Regions from separate parts of the Mus musculus genome. Here all the other regions are linked to region 2. A link is a contact called in public HiCAR-type and promoter capture Hi-C data. All regions are on one chromosome and are shown on one strand. Each heading gives the region's core, a stretch centred on a gene start, on an enhancer-like site or on the middle of the called end of the contact. The rest is flanking DNA. Distances are from core to core; before and after follow the strand shown.

Region 1 (3,119 bases), core at 198-2,697, 500 kb after region 2:
ACCAAGAAACCCTTCTTTTTCTATTCTGTAACTGGGGAAGTCACTCCTCTCCTGAGAGCAGAGTATTTAAGTTGGAAGACCTGTCTGGAAAATCAGTCTGCTGTCCCCAGGGAGTCATTTAGTTACTTACATTGGCATCGACTTGTGGATATGCATTCTGTACTGTGTTATAATCCAACACCTACCTGAAATACTTTGCTAATTATTATCATTATTAAACTCATTATTAGCAATCAGTAGTTAACTATCTGGCTGTTCCAAGACTCCAGCCCTCACTACTCAAGCTGTCAGTTAGAAGCTGGGTCCTTGTGTGCTCTATGGTGACAGTCAGTTCTCCAACCTCTGGTTCTTGTCCCATTTTCTCTCCAAAAATGGAGTGGGCTGACAGTGGTGGGAAAACAAGGAGAACTTCCAGCTAGAAGTGGATTAAAGACACACACCTCTACTCTGTGGTGGTGGTGATGGGGGCATCCCTTGAGTTCCTGACCAGCTTGATCTATATAGCGAGTTCTAGGCCAGTCAGGGAAACATGGAGATACCCTGTCTCAAAGAAAGGTTTTGTTTGTTTGTTTTGTTTTTGTTTTTCACTTTCCACAAAGGAGTAATGGCTCAAATAGGAAAAAAAAAAAAAAAAAAAAAATTGAACAAGACTACAGAAACTGAAGCTGGGCAATGGTGGCGCATGCCTTTAACCCCAGCACTTGAGAGGCCGAGGCTGAAGGATTTCTGAGTTCGAGGCCAGCCTGGTCTACAGAGTGAGTCCCAGGACAGCCAAGGCTACACAGAGAAACCCTGTCTCGAAAAACCAAAAAAAAAAAAAAAGAAAGAAAGAAAGAAAGAGAAAAAGACGAAAGAAAAAGAAACTAAGAAAGAAAGAGAAAAAGACGAAAGAAAAAGAAACAAAAAAGAAAGAAAGAAAGAGAGAGAGAGAGAAAGAAAAAGACGAAAGAAAAAGAAACTCTGAGCCGCTCGATGAAGGTGGATATCAACCAAGAGATGTGACTCGTGCTAGTCTCTGTACTTTCTTCGGCCATCAGGGAGTTAGTTAAGGGATCAAAGGGTCTCAGGATGCTGACCTAGGGCATTCCCCTCAGAGCAAGTCTACAGAAAGCTCGGAGAGTGGCAGGTTTCCCCTCATTGGCAGATCCCTAAGGCTTGAGTTCCCTTGAGTAAGTTCCCTAGAGTGAGTCCCCTTGGGTTTAAATAAGGAGTGGGTCTCTGACGCTGTGGAGACAAGGAAAAATTAACAATTACGAGAAAAAAAAAACAAACCAAACAAACAAACAAAAAAGCAGCCCTCAAGGCAAGAAGGAATTCCCTACCTGGGAAGAGGAGGAGGAGGAGCAGCGGCAGCTCAGCTAGAGAGAACTTGTGCCTGAGTGAGCTTCCGGTGAGTCTGCCCTAGCGAAAGGGAAGTCCTCCGTGCAAGGAGAGCGGGATTCCAACTGGACTGAGGAGAACGGTGTATGCCTTGTTAAATAGCGCCCATTGACTGTGATTGGCTACGCGTGCGCACATACAAATGAGGCATAAAATGGGACCAATCAGGAATGGGCTGAGAAAGCCCACCGAAACCTGAGACTGTCCTCAATTAGGTCCACCATTTTCTCCCTTTCCCCCACCTCAATGTTGCCGCGGAGTTGGGGAAAGTGGAAGGACAAAGTCCAGGAGTCCTTTCAACGCAGAGGGTCTTCTCATGGGTTCGGGTTCTGATTTGCCAACGGAATTCGAAGCAGCCTGGTGGGCACCTGGAGCCCGACCTTGTTTCTGTCAGAGCCTGCTTTCTAGGCTGACTAGAGCCCTGGAGTCATGGCTGTGGGCTCTCAAGCAGCCTGCTGCCTTCGGGGGTTCTTGGTTGGGTTCCATCAGCCAGCGATTTGTACTTCATACCTCTTGTAGTAGGCAACTGGTTGTCAGAATGGTGGTAGGTCTGCTTGCTGGGGCCGTGAAATCAGAGGGGTATAGTGGGAAGCTAGAGGTTGGTATTCACTATGCAAGAGTCTGACTGCCTTCACACCCGGGGTTCTCAGCCCTGCTGCTCGGATCTCAGATGGCTCCTGGGAGTCCTGCTACTGCTGCTGTCACCTGCTAGGGTTGACATGGAGGCCATTACTACCCCTATCACTACGGCCCACGGGACTTTATATTTTGTTTGGTTCCAGCCCTCCGTTGCCACCCCACCCCCACCCCATCCTCCCTGGGTGTTTGCGTTTTTTTCTAGAATTGGACACACATTCTCCTCGCCCTGCTGAGTTTGACATTTTGACCGTATACCACTGGACCATCATGGAACCGGGAAAGTCCCGCCCTGGTGCCGGTTCACAGTGTGACGTTTGTGGGTTTCAGTGTATTCCATCTAAGAGATTTTTACCCACTCCAAAGCTAAGAAGAGTAACCTAAGGTGCTGGTGTGTGCCCAGAGGCACAGTTCTTGTGAGGCTGAACGGGAAAGAACACAAATTGAAAACTGCACAGCAAGATTCCCGTCTCAAAGTGAACAAGCAAACAAAGGGTTTCTAGAAGTTTTTACCTTTAGTTCAGTGATCAGTTTTTGACATTAAAAAAAAAAAGAAAGAAAACCCAAACAGACTTCTAGTTTATTCTAACATCGTTTGTTGAAATCACTGCTGTTTCTTTTCATGAAATTGTTTTAAATTTTAGATGAAAAATTAAGTTCAGTTTTCAAAATAAATCCATAAATGGCATGCCACTCTACAGTGGTGGGCTGGACCTTGGATTAGTCACTTTGCTGATGCTGTAATAAAACACCCATGACCAAGGCAACTTACAGAAGAAAAAGTGTATTTGGGCTTATGGTTCCCGGGGGATAAAAGTTATTGTTTCCTCTGGGAACCTCCTACGTGGTGCTTTCACCATCACTCTCAGCACTACTTAACTCCCAGCACCCTTTAAAGTATTTTTAGATTTATTTTATTTCGTGTGTGCTAGTGTTTTGCTTCATGCATGTATGTGTACCATGACTGGTGGCCTCACAGGTCTAAAGAGGGCGTTACATCCCCTAGAACTGGAGTTACCAATGGCTGTGAGCCACCATGCATGTTCTGAGAACTGAACCCGGGTCCTCTGCAAGAACAGCAGGTTCTCTTGACTGTGAGCCAT
Region 2 (2,900 bases), core at 399-2,898:
AGTCAATACGGGTCCTGACTTTTGGCTGAGAGGGAGAATGAACCAGAACCGAGTCAGTTCCTGGGACAACTGGCTGAGAGAGATAACAAACTCTGAATTGGGCTAGTTTCTGAAATTCCTGACCAAAAATGGTAAAACTAATATAGCAAGCAATCAGAAATTGTATTAATGTAACTGCCATACACCTAGCTAATCATGTTAGAGATTACTTAACCCTTTCAGCAAACTCCACTAGCCCTGATTAAGAAGAGCTCCTCTTCTGGTCACCATTTTGATGAATGATTGACCCACGCATGCTGGTTGTTTTTGCAGAATAAATATTGTTTGCCTTTACATACTGTTTGAGTCTGGGGCCTTCCTTCAGTGATTCTCAGACTCTAACACTTGCAACATGTTATGGCGGTTTAAATAGGAATGGCTCCCATAGACTCATGTGTTTGAATACTTGGTCCATAGAGAATGAATGGTGGCACTACTGGGAGGTATGGCCTTGTTGGAGTAGGTGTGGCTTTGTTGGAGGAAGTGTGTCACTGGGGTGGTATGGGTTCTGAGGTTTCAGAAGCTCAAGCCATCTTACTTCCTGCTGCCTGTCAACCAGGATGCAGAACTCTCATTCCCTCCTCTAGCACCATACCAGTCCTAGGGTTTTTTTTTTTTTTTTTTTTTTTTTTTTGGACAGGGTTTCTCTGTGTAACAAGCCCTCCTGGACTCTCTTTGTAGACCAGACTGGCCTCAAACTCACAGGCCTGTTTCTGCCTGTTTCTGCCTCCTGAGTGCTGGGATTAAAGGCATGGGCTACCACACCAGGCTAAATATTTTTCTTTCTAAGAGTCACCCATGGTGTCTCTTCATAGCAATAGAAACACTAAGAAACATGCCTTTGTTTCACAAGAGGTTAAGACTAACTAGTTATATTTTGTGTCTATTTGTCTCCCATACCCCACCCCTCCTCAAATTTGGAAACCCCTTATCCTTGACCTATAAAAATCTTTTCTACCTCAAAGTCTGACCTCTTGAACTCCATCTTAGGAGAAGACAGCCTATGTACAAGAATTAAAAGTTTGTTTTAATTAACTTGCCCAGGATGGTTTGGGCCGGTGGTCTTTCTCCTCCCATCATTGGGATTAACAGTTGGTCCCTAGCATAGTACTTTCTCTATCATCTCATGGCAAACTACACTCACCTTTAGGTCTTAAAGGCTCCATTTGTGTAAAGGCTCCATCTGTGAGGTTGCCACAATTTATTAATTTGTCTCGCGGTATTACAGTGTCGTTTCCCTTGCACTACAGTAGATTCACTTGTGTTTGAAATTTGTTTCTTTCATGACTCAAGCAGGTTACATGGGGTGGCTCAGTACAAGTCTGCTGAATGCTTAACATGAACATAGATCATTAACAGTTGTCTTAGCATCCTTGGTAGTTTATTCTTAGAACACGACTTTTACTTTGCTTCAGGGATAAGATTTATAAGAAACCATGACCTTGTCTCAGCGTCTATTTGGCTGGCCCTCTGTCCAATTTTCCAGCCCACAGGTACCCCTACCTCAGAGAGCCACGCCCCCTTCCAGAGCTTTTTAATGGCGCCAGAATGCTGGACTACAAATCCCACAGGGCAACGCGCGCCAGCCCCAGCAGCCAATAGAGCGCAGTGTTGCTGGCCTGTGTCCCGAGTGACGAGCGTAGGCCGCTGAGCAGCGTCGTCCTGGTTGCTGTGGAGCCGGCTCGCGTGGCCTCACGCCCTGCCCGCCTCCTGTCATGGGCAGCGCCGAGAGCGCCGAGGCCCGAAGGGTGTCCTTCGAGATGGATGAGGAGGAGCGGGTCCGGGTGCTGCAGGGCATCCGGGTGAGCGGCGCGGCGGGAGGGCGCGGGCCGGAGGAGCGTGCGGGCGGGAATGGGAGCCGCCGTCCCGGGGACCAGATACATGGGGCCGCTGGCACTCGGGGGCAGCCGGCCGCCTCAAGTCATTTTCCACCGCCTTGGCTCTCTCGGTTCCGGATTTGTTCCGTGCTCTACCCGGTTTCACTTGTCTTGTGCTTCTCGTTGCGTGTGCTGCAGCACGTTTTGAAAGTGTTCTTCCATTTCCAATCTTGTTCACGTGCCTTTCTCCGTGAGGCAGCAAAAGGAGAGTTTCAGCTACTGTGTATTAGGTCATATGCCTTATCCGCTCTTCAACTAAAAACCTACAGTTGGTCCTTACCACGTCGAACAGGAGGAATAGCCTCACTTGGCTTTTACAAGATGTGCTGGTGCCCACTGACCTTCCCATCCCTTTCCTGGCCTGTTTCCTCATCTTCATAAGATACTTATTTTTGCCTCAGGACCTCCTTGTTCTTCCTAGAAGATCCCAGGTGTTCGATGTTTCTTCAGTTATCGTTAACCTGGCTGTCTTCTTGTTACAGCTCAGGTGTCATCCAAGAATCCTTCCTTGACCACAGTCTCAAGCGACTTCCCACACTACTGCCACACATTTATGATTTTCTCAGCATCCAACACAGTTTGAAACAAATTGTGTTTATTGTGTTTCCCATTAGAGCTCTAGCTGATAGCTTGGCTGAAGTTCTTGTGTAATTCATGACTTTATCACCGGAACTTACAAGAATAAAAGCTCCTGTTTTATTTCAGACTGGCAGCTCTTTACAGGTATTATTTAATTTTTCAACCAATCAATGAGCAGTAGAATTGTTAGTACCTCTTCCTCTGTTTTGTTTTGAGACAGGGTCTCAATATTAAGTCAGGCTGGCCCAGGACTCTGTGTCTGCTTGTCTCATGAGTGCTAGGATTAAGGAGGGGCATATACCACCAAAAGTTTGATTAGTCCATTTTGTAGCTTATGGGGAACTGAGGTCCTATTGGCATAAGTTGTCCAAGGTCACACAGGTAACAAAGTAGGAGACCCAAGAC
Region 3 (3,179 bases), core at 177-2,676, 360 kb after region 2:
AGTGGGGGTGTGTGAAGACAAGGAACAGCGTCATTCAAGGGGGATTAGGGTATTTATTGGGTGAAAGCCGGAGGCAATGGAAGGAACAGGTTTCCATGTGGAAGCTGTGCCTTAGCAATTGCTGATTAGACAGATGGACTGAGATAAGGAGAGCGTTCTTTCTTAGTCATATTCTTTGATACCAGGAGCTTTACTATCGCCAGAGAGAAGAAGGCTCTCTTCAGTGTAGCCAGAGTTTAGAAACAACACACAGGGCCACAGCTTTCCTACATAGACCACCTCATCTACACTCTTACACCCAGCACTTCCTCCACTGGGTTCCTGGATTCCCACCACCTGAATAACCCAGTGTCCGAAATCATCAGGCAGAGATGGCCCCTGTTCTACTAGCCCCTTGCCCATCCCTGCTCATCCCCTCCCTGTCCTTTCTGCAGGTGCCACAGCCCTGCATATCCACATGCCCCACCCCCTACCTACCTGGTGCAGCCCTGTCCTTCTTTTGTGGCCCTAATGCTGTGAAGGAAAAGTGGGGCACGGCCATCTTTCCTTCAGTGGCAGTCCTCTGACCTGTGGCTCTCACCACACCTGAATAATAATGACAGCATATCGTGAAATGCTCACAGTTTTGAAGACACCCGAGGGTGCTTGTCAACCTCCTTCCTTGCCAGCCAGCCACCTCCTGTGGTTAGAGGAAGAAAGGCAGAGGAAGCCCACGCTGGGGTAGCAGTGACAGTCCACACCTCCCCTCCTGCTGGTACCTCCCCATTTCTTCTGGAAGGAGAGTGTTCCTATAGCAACCCAGTGAATAACAAACAGTAGCCACTCCTTTTCTCCAACAGGTGGATCCAGCTAGAATGGATGATGGATAAACAAGGGATGAAGAGGTTTGCTTTAGCCATAGCTACATCTGAAAGCAATCCAGGAAAAAAAAAAAATCACACGTGCTCAACTTTCTCCTAGCTCCTTACAGTGACTACTGGCTTTCTCTCAGGAATCTGTCTTATTGTTTGCTTGATGGACATTTCTGTTTCTCCTATGATACTCCCACACATATGCTCTTAGGTGCCAGTGTGGGCAGTCCTGGGTGATCTTTCCCTACCCCCCACGTAGAGCTGTGTACAGTCCTGCATCATCTTTCTCTACCCCCACATAGAGCCATGTACAGTTCCAAGTGATCTTTCTCTCCCCCCACGTAGAGCTCAATGGTCTCCTGGCTGATGATTTAACACTTGAGTGCTGTCATCAGGGGAGCTTGGTGGGCTCTGCTCCAGCTGCTGGGCACAGCTGCCTGGCTGGAGTTTCAGGGCCAGGTCTGACATGCCATGAGTGGCTTGCCAGATCCCAAGGAGGGCAGCCGAGGGCACAGCCAAGCCAGCAGGCCAGGCACCTCGGGTGGCGGGCAGCCAGGCCAGGCCAGAGCCGTTCCAGGCAGCCCACGGCCAGCTGCTTGTGGTTATATTTAGCCAGGGACAGCAGGACGCTGGGGCTCCCCAGGCCAAGGGACCATACGCTGCCTAAGTGGTCCTTGGCATTGGACATGTGAGATTGTTTTCCATTTTGAGGACATTATTTTAAAATGTTTCCATGAGGGGAAAGGGAAGAAGGGAAAGAAAGCTGATCTGGAAGAAGAGGTCTAAAAGAAATGCAGCAGCAACAACCGCAAATCCTTGTTTGCATTCCGACGGTTGCTGCCGCTGCTGAACTAACTCCAAAGAGATCACTGGAGACATCTGGGAATTCGCACACAGGCTGAGAATTAAACGATATTAAAGAATTATTAATTCTGTTGAGCGTGATGATACTGAGATTAGATGTCTTAAACTCCTTATCTGCCAGAGACACAAATTGAAATATTTATGATAAAATGGTCCGATGACGTATGAGGCTCACTTGCCACACGGATCGTGTGTACGGGAGTGTTGGGGGTGGAGGCACACCGGCTGTGGATGCTGCCTCCAAGCTGCGGCTGGCACACATTCGTTATTCCTGTCTCTCTACTTTTGTGTGGAGTTGACATTTTCCGTAATCAATGCTAAAAAGTGCTTCCACCCGTATATTCTCGCCTGAGGCTTTTTCTCCCTGCGTCCTTTTTGCCTTGCTTGCTCAGAGAGAATTCCCAGGGGTGGAATTACTGGAGCTGGGAGTTTCATGATTTCCTCCCCCACTCTGGACATGTGCTGGCAGGTCGGGCATCCACAGGACGATGAGGACTCTGTGCTGATCCTGGGGCACCCAGGGTCCCTGCACAGCAACAGAGCTGACACCCACTCAATTCTTCACACCATGAGGTCACTCAATATAAAACTGACATGGCATTCGGCACTTGACCCCCAGCTCCGGATGAAGGGTGAGGGCAGGGCACGTTCACTAGGCCCTAAGACCCTACAGGAGCTTTGGTTTGGAAAATGCTTCATGACCCACTGGTGACCCTTGTCTTTCCTGATGCAAATCTGTGTATTGTCCTGCTAGTTTTCAGTTTTTATATTCTTTTAATTTGCATATGGACTCTGGAAAGATGGCTTAGTGGGCAAAGTGCTTCCTATGGAAGTATAAGGACTGAAACCTGAGTCCCCAGAACCCACATCTATGCTGGGTGTTTCTTGGAAGCTGCCATAACCCTAGGCTCCAGTGGCAGAGATAGAGGATGCCCTGGGCAAGCTGCTAGCTAGACTAACTAAACCAGCAAGCTCTGGGTTCAGTGAGAGGCTCTGTCTTAGTAAATAAAGTGGAGGAAAACATCCTACACCAGCCTCTGGTTCACACACACACACACACACACACACACACACACACACTTGAAAAAAATAGCATGCAGTCAGGAAGCTCTATTTTTACAGCCTTACCTTTCCATCATCTCTGTCTTTTCAGTTTTGAGATGGGCATTTGTGCTTCCAAATATGGACACTGACACCAACTGTGCCTCGGGTAATTGAGTCTACAGTGCAAGGTAGCCATTCCTAGTCCTGTCCCTTCCCCTTCCCCAAATTGATCTCTAGTGAGCTCAGCATCACGGAGCAAGTGCTTTCTGTACTTAACTCTTGACCACGAGTGATTCACTCTCCACATCCAGCAGGCTGAGTCTTTCCCTGCAGCCTCGGCTCTTTGTGTGAGCACACATAACTTTAGTCCCAGCTACAGAAGCCTGTGCCCCACATCTGACCATCCTAGCTTCAGGTATC

Evidence for each region. Promoter capture Hi-C pulls out the DNA fragments that hold promoters and counts their contacts. HiCAR-type assays count read pairs that join an accessible place to other places.
Region 1: a contact with region 2 is called in a HiCAR-type map of astrocytes, with 4 times the contacts expected there. The contact joins the promoter of 4933427D06Rik here to the promoter of Chchd6 in region 2. A contact is called at or near these places in 10 of 39 promoter capture datasets (the 3T3-L1 cell line, the C10 cell line, cranial neural crest and 5 more), 1 of 15 datasets of contacts at CTCF or cohesin (large pre-B cells), 2 of 484 Hi-C or Micro-C datasets (bone marrow-derived macrophages and embryonic stem cells), 3 of 115 datasets of contacts at active chromatin or transcription factors (astrocytes, embryonic stem cells and large pre-B cells) and 1 of 9 other capture datasets (macrophages).
Region 3: a promoter capture Hi-C map of neural stem cells shows a contact between it and region 2. The contact joins the enhancer-like site here to the promoter of Chchd6 in region 2. A contact is called at or near these places in 3 of 39 promoter capture datasets (embryonic stem cells, neural stem cells and stem cell-derived epiblast-like cells), 1 of 484 Hi-C or Micro-C datasets (bone marrow-derived macrophages), 2 of 115 datasets of contacts at active chromatin or transcription factors (the 230-238 cell line and fibro-adipogenic progenitors) and 3 of 9 other capture datasets (adipose tissue, liver and macrophages).

Annotation. Positions count from the first base shown.
Region 1 is chr6:89,094,438-89,097,556 of GRCm38.p6, reverse strand. It overlaps 4933427D06Rik (RIKEN cDNA 4933427D06 gene), which reads right to left and starts at 1,447. Exons shown (of 4, transcript NR_134978.1): 1 at 1,323-1,447.
Region 2 is chr6:89,594,400-89,597,299 of GRCm38.p6, reverse strand. Chchd6 (coiled-coil-helix-coiled-coil-helix domain containing 6) reads left to right here and starts at 1,648. Exons shown (of 8, transcript NM_025351.3): 1 at 1,648-1,841. The coding sequence starts at 1,755.
Region 3 is chr6:89,237,903-89,241,081 of GRCm38.p6, reverse strand. No RefSeq gene overlaps it. Among named protein-coding and RNA genes, the nearest start is that of Gm839, 23 kb to the right of the region's middle. Within about 2 kb of position 1,426, at least 53 of the 459 cell types and tissues checked have an H3K27ac peak or open chromatin away from gene starts, as enhancers often do. A contact at or near this core is called in neural stem cells, where this site is marked.